Regions from separate parts of the Mus musculus genome. Here region 2 is linked to region 1. The links are chromatin contacts, called in public HiCAR-type maps. All regions are on one chromosome and are shown on one strand. Each heading gives the region's core, a stretch centred on a gene start, on an enhancer-like site or on the middle of the called end of the contact. The rest is flanking DNA. Distances are from core to core; before and after follow the strand shown.

What was found. HiCAR-type assays count read pairs that join an accessible place to other places.
Region 2: a contact with region 1 is called in a HiCAR-type map of fibro-adipogenic progenitors, with 3 times the contacts expected there. The contact joins two enhancer-like sites. A contact is called at or near these places in 3 of 39 promoter capture datasets (the HPC-7 cell line, embryonic stem cells and liver), 1 of 484 Hi-C or Micro-C datasets (embryonic stem cells) and 1 of 115 datasets of contacts at active chromatin or transcription factors (fibro-adipogenic progenitors).

Annotation. Positions count from the first base shown.
Region 1 is chr1:45,297,772-45,302,409 of GRCm38.p6, reverse strand. No RefSeq gene overlaps it. Among named protein-coding and RNA genes, the nearest start is that of Col3a1, 11 kb to the left of the region's middle. Within about 2 kb of position 2,464, at least 31 of the 459 cell types and tissues checked have an H3K27ac peak or open chromatin away from gene starts, as enhancers often do. A contact at or near this core is called in fibro-adipogenic progenitors, where this site is marked.
Region 2 is chr1:45,673,313-45,677,950 of GRCm38.p6, reverse strand. No RefSeq gene overlaps it. Among named protein-coding and RNA genes, the nearest start is that of Gm23216, 9.9 kb to the left of the region's middle. Within about 2 kb of position 2,025, at least 43 of the 459 cell types and tissues checked have an H3K27ac peak or open chromatin away from gene starts, as enhancers often do. A contact at or near this core is called in fibro-adipogenic progenitors, where this site is marked.

The sequences.
Region 1 (4,638 bases), core at 1,215-3,714:
AAACATTGATATATGCTGTATTTTCCTGCAAAGTCTATGTAAGTCTACGAAGTCTGTTTAATAAATATTTTTTGTAGTCTTTGCTTTGGCTCATTGAGGGAGCATTGTCAGACAAATATGTGTATGTGTGTATGTGTAAAATAAGATATATATATATGTATATATATATAGATTTATATATGCATATTTATATACAGGCTTATCTGTATCATAATTTATTTTAGGCAAAATAGTAAATAATATGGTTCCTCATGAATTTTTCAGAAGTCCTTACTGTTATTTTCCTTCCCACTTTTTTTTTATTTATCAAACTCTGTCTCCTTATTTAGTGCCCTACCTTTTGTCAAGTAGGAAAAAAAAAGATCATATGTTCTCTCTCACATGAGTTTTCTAGCTCCAAAGTCTTCTAGATCCGATGTGTTCACATAACCTGGATTAACTGCAGAACACAGGAACCATTCAATGGGGTGGACCATATGAGGATAAACAGAGAGAAGAATAGCAGTGTAAATGTGAACTGATGGTGGAAATGAGAAGTTGCCTTTTTATTAGTTCACTGTACTAATCTTGGATGACTATAATGAGTAGATGAGTATTACTTTATATCCTTATCTCCAGCTATCTTCTCCATTTCATGCTACAACTACAATAAGATTCCAAATGCTCCTTTATGTGCCCTCTGGTATACCATCTCTTTGGATTCTGCAGTGTCTTCAGTAAGTCTAAGGGCTATCTTTTGACAATGCATCATCTATAGTGAGCGGTTTCCATGCTTTTCCAGTTACTGTTTTTCTGTCAAGAAGTCTACAAAATTTGATTTTCTTTGTTGAAATAATTCTCCTCCTCTTTTACTTGCCTTTCTCATAGCTCTTACTTTATCGTAATTAATAGGTTTTTAAAAAGACTTCTTTCTAAGACTGAAAGCTACTGCAGTTTAAGGTTAGCCTTCATCGATCATATAATAACCTTTGGTACTTGGTCCATGGCTTTGCACATAGATGTTACACAAACACTAAATGGCATGAGCTGTACCCATTAATCCAGCAGAGCACATTTGGAGTTAATGTATTCATTGTATGCCCTTGATTTAGAGTGCCTATAAATTTTCAATAGGTTAAATATTCTTAAGATTTTCATTTCTTTAAAAATGAATGATCACCCTTTCTAGCATAGGAAGTTTTGGATTTTGAGTTCATTAAAACACTTCCAGATGTTATAAATTTATTTTTAAAAGAGTAAAGAGTAAACAATAGGGCTGGTTCACAAAAAAATTGAAAGCAGTAAAACTTATGTTCTCAAATGAAGGACCACTTAAGAGTCACAATTAAAAAATGAAACTAACATGGAAATTTACAAAACTATCACAAAATTTTTGTTAATTTCAAATTAAATTACATATTAAACACAAAATGTGCCTATTTTAAAACCTATTTTAAGACTAAAAGTTAAATGGGTATATGAAAGAATACTACAATATAATAAATTAAAATAAGTTTTACACATTTTGTTCAAATTGTTTTCAATGCTATTAACCAAATTTCCTTGAGGCTAAAGCATTCTAAAAGAGAAAAAACAAAACAAAACAACAGCAACAAATATACAAACTCTCACATCAAAGTATTAAAATGACCTTATTATCACACAAATGTAGACTCCTTATTTGAATTGCAAATGTTTAAAGCTTTCTTTTGTGACTAGATTTCTTGGCTTAAATCTCCTAGAGAACTGGGGAAACTTCAACTGATTTAGGTGAGTATGCCATGGATATTTGCAAGGCAGGTAACAGTGTTCTGGTGACAACTCTTGGGTGTAGGAGTTCCAACTCACATTTTTGTTATTAGGGGAAAGTTAGCATGTAAGGGACATGCACATTGACCTACATTCAGCATCAGGGTTGTGTCACCCTGATGACTGCCAAGAGTCCAACCCATGCAATCTGGACTAAAACACTAACTTGAATGTGGTTGTTAAGGGTAGGTCAATAGTAGAAAGTTAGCAGTTGGATTAAATTGTTGTGCTCAAGTTGAGAAGGGCTGAGTGAGATTTCCCTAACTTCTGTTTCTCAGACTAAATTGATGATGTACTACATCCTCTTATGGTGAGATGTGCAAGAAGAAACAAAAGATTGCTTGTTGATTATTTATTATGATGACTAACTGGGAAGAAATTCATAGCTAAAGTAGGATTATTTTAGGACAATCAACTGGGATTTTTTTGTTTTCAAATTTCTCAAAATAAGCTAAAACCCTGATAGACCCTTCAAAGAACCATATAGATTTAGAAGTGGAAATAGAAAAGGGTAAGGCTGGAGAAACTTAACTGAAATTCACACTAAGTCAAAGATGGTAATTTTATAGCTTCACTTTTTTTGGTACAGAAAATGCCAGAACAAAGTACAAGCAGACAGCCAATTGGGACAGCATGACACACCACTGGAAAAAATGACTGGCTAGGATACAGTTACAAGAAAAGTAAGATCATTGTTGAAGCCACGTTAGCATACCCTGCTCAAATTATATCTGATTCTCTAGACACTTCTTCTGGAAGATTCCCCAAAACAAAAGCAGGGCAATTACATAAATTGTTTTCCAGGCCAACCTTGCTGATTTAGTGTGCTGTAAGTTGTTTGCAATGTTTCTCCAAGTAGAGGATCCAGGAAAATTCCTAGTAGTTGTTGATTTTGGATTCTCATCAAATCATTAATGACTGTAGTCACCCTAGTTAGCAACATTATTCCTAGCTGTTATTAAGAAAATAGGGTGCTATGTGAAACCGACAGTACAACAGTAACAGTAACAGCCAGTCAGTGTCCAGAGGCATATACAACCACCACAGTGCTGGGTTTCTTTGTTACCATCCCTAGCACTGCACTGATGTAGTTAACTTTTCTTCTCTTTGGTTAAAAAGATTAGAGATAGCATTTCTCACTTTCTTCTTTTAGTTAACGCCCTAGAACTTAGAGGAAAAGTTCAAGGAAAATGAACCTCAATATTTTAAACATAGATGGCTGCAAAGATATGGACCAAACACCGAAAGAACATTACCAAGATATGGGCCACCCACATTCCAACATGTCCTTCTTTGGTTACTTATGTTCATTTATTATGACAGTGGACTTGGTAGCCCACAGCCAATGTTTTATTTTGCTTGCAAGGTTGTACACACAATGGGGACAGTATTGTTTGGTAACTGTTTTCCCTCTTGTTTAACAAATAGCTGATGGGGCATGGAGCTGAGGACCAGTGACATGTTCAGATTCTAATTAATATTCATGGTTCATTTTTAAATTTGAATTCACTGTTTTCCTAGCTACCTTATACAACAAATTTTAATTAAAGGTCTCCAACTCTCTGTATTAGATATAAGTTTTATAAGAAAATTGTCACTATAATAATAGTATCCACCTTTAAACTCACATACCATTTTTCTTCATTATATAAACACAAAATAAAATCACTGCCAAGTGAAGGAAATACAAGGAAACTTGAAACATTTGCCAAAGACAAGTTTATTAACATTTTCCCAAAGCATATCTTATTTGAAATGCTTATTTTGGAACACTGCTCAAGAGAAATTGTTTTCTCAAAAACTTGTAAGAAAATACTTGGCTAGTAAGTGTCAATTCAAATAGATAAAAGCAAAGGGTTGGATTAAGCGAGGAAGAGAGTCTCCCACAATTAAAATAGTTTCGGAAATTGTTTTATAGTTTGAAATTTAAGTAGTGACATGTCACTTACAGCTTTAACCACCCCATTTTACAGTCTAACCTATTAAGGCCTGATGCAGTTCCTGGCATGTAGGGTTCTCAGAGAAGGTCTATGAGTTTGTCTATTTGTGAGTGTATGTGTGTGTGTATGTGTGATACCTGCATGTGAGCGTGAGCACACACATGGCAAAGCATGTATATAGCAGTAGGAGGATAACTCTCAGTATTTACTTTTGTCTTTCCCCAACTGAATCCAGGAATTGAGTCCAGGTACCTGTTTTGTGCAGCAAGTACCTTCACTCACGGAGCCACTTTGGCAGTCTAAGAATGCCAGTTTAATAAACTATAAAATAGGTTACATATTTTGATTTTATTAGTATGAAGCAAACATTTGTCATAGAAAGTCATGTACAACCAAGAATTGTAGGGCATAGGCCTTATCTCAAAGAACAAAAATCAAACAATAACAACAAAATATATCTAAAGAGCATTTCCATAATTTAAGATTGATTTTTTTTATCTCACATGCGCTATTGTCTCGCCAGCAAGAACACACGTGTGAGAAACCAGATCCTTCTGCAGCAACTTTATTACACCAGTTTCAACACGAAGAGGAAGACCCCAAGCACCAAAAAGGCACTGCTTATATACACCTTAGTGTGGTGTGTCCACACCTGATTGGCTGCTCTCCCAGAGCCTCATCACCATGCCCCGGGATGGGCAGTGACTTGGCACGAATTTACTCTTGCACCTGCGCACATTACTTGTTTACCAGTTAGGCACAGCGGAGGCTCATGATGCCAATTGCTCACGGCTCTCCACATTTTTATATTCTTAATGACATATAAGTGTGTGTGCGCCTATACATAGATATGTGTACACGAGTGCAAATGCCCTGTGCGGCCAGACATGTTGGATTTCTTAGAGATAAT
Region 2 (4,638 bases), core at 776-3,275, 380 kb before region 1:
TTTTAAGTTAATATATGCATACACACATATGCACATATATAGCCAATACATTTTATACACACATAAACACATGCACACACACACACACACACACACACACACACAACACAAAAGAAGGAGAGACTGAGGGAGATTAAATCGGCATTTTATACAGCATCTGAAGGAAGCTCTCTGTAACCAAACTGAAAGTGGATAAAATTTGGAGAAGGGAAAGAAAGAAAAAATGATGGTATACATATCAGTATCAGAGGTATAGATTGGAGATCTAGGAAACATAAGTGCTATTATCTCCCTAAGGGAGTATAGCAAAACATTGAGAACCAACTTCCACTCTCCAGGCAGTGCCTATGGCCAAAACTTTGAAGACATAACTTTAGTGGGTAGGAAAGGAGGTGCTGGACTGACAGAGAGCTGAGAGGGCTGCCAGAGGCCATATTGGGAATCAGGGCAAGATAATTAATGGAAGAGGGGAAACTGGGGTGAAGGGTCAAATGCTGCTTCTGAGAAGCTACAAAGAATTTGAGCTGAGATGGGCACCAGTAGCACTGCTGAAAGTTGTCATGACATGTCATGTCATGTCACATTTTCGAGGCCTTTGGGAAGCAGGGACTCCCAGAGCTAGTTGCTTTCTCTTCTTCCTTTTTACCCCCTCTTCCTTTCTGTTAATTCATGTGTGTAGATTTATTAAATCCTCATATTTTCAGTTTATTTTCATTTTGATCTATTTCTCTAATGTTATTTATATTTAAGTAAAGAATTCTTGTACATTAAAACAAAATAAAATCCACAGCTACAAAATTATATAGTATATGTAGGTATTTGTGTGTATTTACACATACATATTTGTGTTGACCTAGTTCTGATTTTTTTTTTCACCTAATTATCATTATGGAGATTTTTCATCCTAATCTGTATGCATAATGCATAATTATGTTAAGTTTGTGTAGTGTTTCTGTTGGACACAATATAAAATTCACTGCCAATTTCTATTAATAAGGGTGTGCTTGCTGATTCTAAGTTCCAGTTCTTGATTAAAAATGACTGTAGTGAATATTCTTGTATGTTTCTTTTTAAGTATGTGCAAAATCTTTGGGTATCCTTGAAAACATAGTACGTATTTGAAAGGTGTACTATGTGCATAAAATTTGTGACTTTTGTGCATAAAAGAGCTTAATTGCATGCAAAATGTATTTTATTTAATACTTTAACAGAGGGTGTATAGTAGTTTCAGAATTGAGCCCCCAATGGAGGAGCTAGAGAAAGTATCCAAAAAGCTAAAGGGATCTGCAACCCTGTAGGTGCAGCAACATTATGAACTAACCAGTACCCCGGAGCTCTTGACTCTAGCTGCATATGTATCAAAAGATGGCCTAGTCAGCCATCACTGGAAAGAGAGGCCCATTGGACACGCAAACTTTATATGCCCCAGTACAGGGGAATACCAGGGCCAAAAAATGGGAATGGGTGGGTAGGGAAGTGGGGGGGGTATGGGGGACTTTTGGGATAGCATTCTAAATGTAATTGAGGAAAATACGCAATAATGAAAAATATTTAAAAAAATAAAAGAAGGAACAAATAAATCTTATAAAAATTAAAAAAAAAAGAAAAGAAAATGTGTCAGCTTGATGGAAATTTCTAGATAGGAATGAGACTCCTGTGTGAAAACCTCATTAAAAGAATGTGAGTGGCAATAGGTGGGTCAGGTCTATGGCAGCTCAGGAGAGCCTGGACTCTTATTATGATACTACCTGGGACTTTATTATGTAAGTTTTATGAGACATCCCAGAAAACTATTTGTTTAAAATATTTCAAAGCCAGGAAAAAAGTTCAACTTGTAGTTCAGAAGGAAGAGAAATTGGAAACATCTGGTGAGTTCAGTTGCAGACATGGCTTGAGCTGACGTGCGATGTAATAACCAGGCAGCTGACTAGTCCAGTCTAATTCTGGTGAATAATATTTTCTCAGCAGTCTCCTGGCCATAGAGTATCAAAAGGCAATGGGAACATGTTGTAAAGTGCCTTGATGCCTGGAACAATTACACTCTGGAAACATTGTCTTGGCTGGCTGAATATGACCACAGCCACAGCTCACTCTGCAAACAGAATTAGTCATGGAGAGACTGTCGAACAGCATTCTGCAGAACTTTCTTGTTCAGGTTCAGCGCATGATATCATGTTGTGCCTTCACACCCTGGAATGATATTGATGCCAAACACTAGGCATAAAATATAATGTAGGACTTTGCTTTGCATGGTTAGATAAGAAGTCTTTCTCAGTAATTGCTGACTGTTGTCTTTGTAGAGTTATTTTATGTACATGTGGGTCTGTATTTCAGGTTTATCTTTTATTAGTATTTTAATATTATGAAAAAACATAAATTATTGGTGTCTATAGAAACACAATGATCTCCAGTTCCTTCATGTGCTTTTGTGTCTTTCTGATCTTTCATCTCTCAGTATTCTTCCCATGAAAAAAATTACTTTTTGTTCCCAGTGTACATATACCTTGTGATTTTTGTATTTTAATTTATTTATATGCCTGTATTCAACCAATTATGTCTGATTTTTTTAAATTTAAAAGTGATTATTTATTTTTGTTATGTGTGTATGTGTGGTTGCCTGCACGTCTGTTTGTGCATCACACATGTGCCGGATGCCCACAGAGGCCAGAAGAGGGAGTAGCAGCCATGTATGTGCTGGGAACTGAACCCTGGTATGTCACAAGAACCACACGTGCTCTTAACTGAGCCATCTCTCTAGCTTCACTTACCTGCCTCTTAAAATTAGGCTGATTTGTAAGTATGTTCCTTGTGATGAGTAATTGGAGAATTTATTCACAAATGAAGAACAAATGTTTATAACAGAGATGAATCAACTAGGTAATAACAAGACCACACAGTACTTTGGTATAAAATCTAATTTGGCTGCTAGTACTCATTTTTTTTTCTTCTATGGGTCCACTCTTGTATCTGGCTTTTTTTTTTAAGACTATCTTTCCCTGTAATTTTCCAAAGGCAATTTTCTTTCACTGAAAACATCAGTGAGTAAATCTGCAATTATTGACCACTTTTGAAGGCTGCTGATGGTTTTGCGATCTGATGGAAGAGGTAAGTGTGCTCTAATGGAAAGTTAGAGTGTTTTCTGCTCTATACAGATACTATAACCTAAAGTATGGCTAAAGCCAAGTCACTGCCTCAAATTAAGGAAACCTCAGAAATATTGTTCATAGTATTAATTAATTGTTCACATTATTTATAAACCAGTACCATCAACCAGTACTTATTGAATATTCCCTTATACCAAATACAACTCTGAATATTGTAGCAGACATCAGCTAGACATCCAAATTGGTACAACACACAGTGACACATAGATAGGGATTTTTCCAACTTTGGTTTTAGTATCATTCTGCATTCAGTTAATAAAAACATTTTCTTTAAGTTGAATATGACTTTTATATATCATTTGTTCTATCATTTACTGCATTTAATCTTTAGAAAACTACTCTTTTAGTCTGTTTTCTGAAAGAAAAGCTTTCTTTCTTGAATGCTTTTGCCCCAGAGCTTCTGTAATGTCACTTCAGGTTTGTATGGACTAGCTGAATTTCATGCCCAAACAGCTGCATTTTCTTTGTGCAGGCACATGTGTGTATTAAGGTACAGGCAGACAATGCATAATGATGCTAGAATATATGGCTTTTATGTTTTAGGAGGGCTAGGGTATGGTCCAAAATATGAGAAATTAAGATAATTTATGACAGGGAGTGGCAGGAGATTATCTTACTTATTGACTCCATGTTTTCTGACTCTGGGAAATTCCTTGTATTTTCTGAGGCTTGTTTTCCTTGTCTTTGGAATACTGTGAATACCAGAAATAATATTTGTTGAGCACCTTGTAGAGGGAAATCATAGTTTGCACTAAACGCGTAGCTAATAACAGAATCAACGACTGGGGGTTAGCAGGGAGAGTAAGATCTTCCTGCCAGAGGCAAGAATCTGTGAGGTGCACATGGATACTCCATGTTTCTGTCCTCCACAGCAAACCAGATCATCTATGAGGTGCACGTGGAGACTCCACAGTTCTGTCATCCACAATAGACCCAGCTGGTGCAGTCTGCATGTAGCTATAAGATGAATTCATAAGCAGGTAATCCATCTGCCATCCTACATATAGTCCAATCTTTTCATTTTTGCAGCACTGGAACATGAGGCCCAGAGAAGTATAATTTGCTCAAAATGCCACATTAAGTATGGCAGAAATCTTTGAAAAGAACTACAAACTCAGGAATTCTTTAATACAAATATTGGTTGTGCTCACCTGCTTTCACAGTAACTGAATTCATTATCATTCTGCATTTTTATAAACGAGAACCGAACTCCTTTTTCTTTCATATCTTTTGCTCTACAGAATTGAGTCACATTGAACATTTTATACTGGCAGTTATTATTTTAAATGTGATGTCTGATTCAAACCTTATGTTCATTAGCTTTCAGAAAAGTAAAAAAAAAAAAAAAAAAAAATGCCCGAGGGTCAGCAGATGTTGAAGGACGTAGGTAGACAGATAATTAGGAAGTGGTTTTCTAAGTAAGGGTTACCCTAAAATTTTATGCACACTCTCCTTTGATCTTTGGACTTTTTTC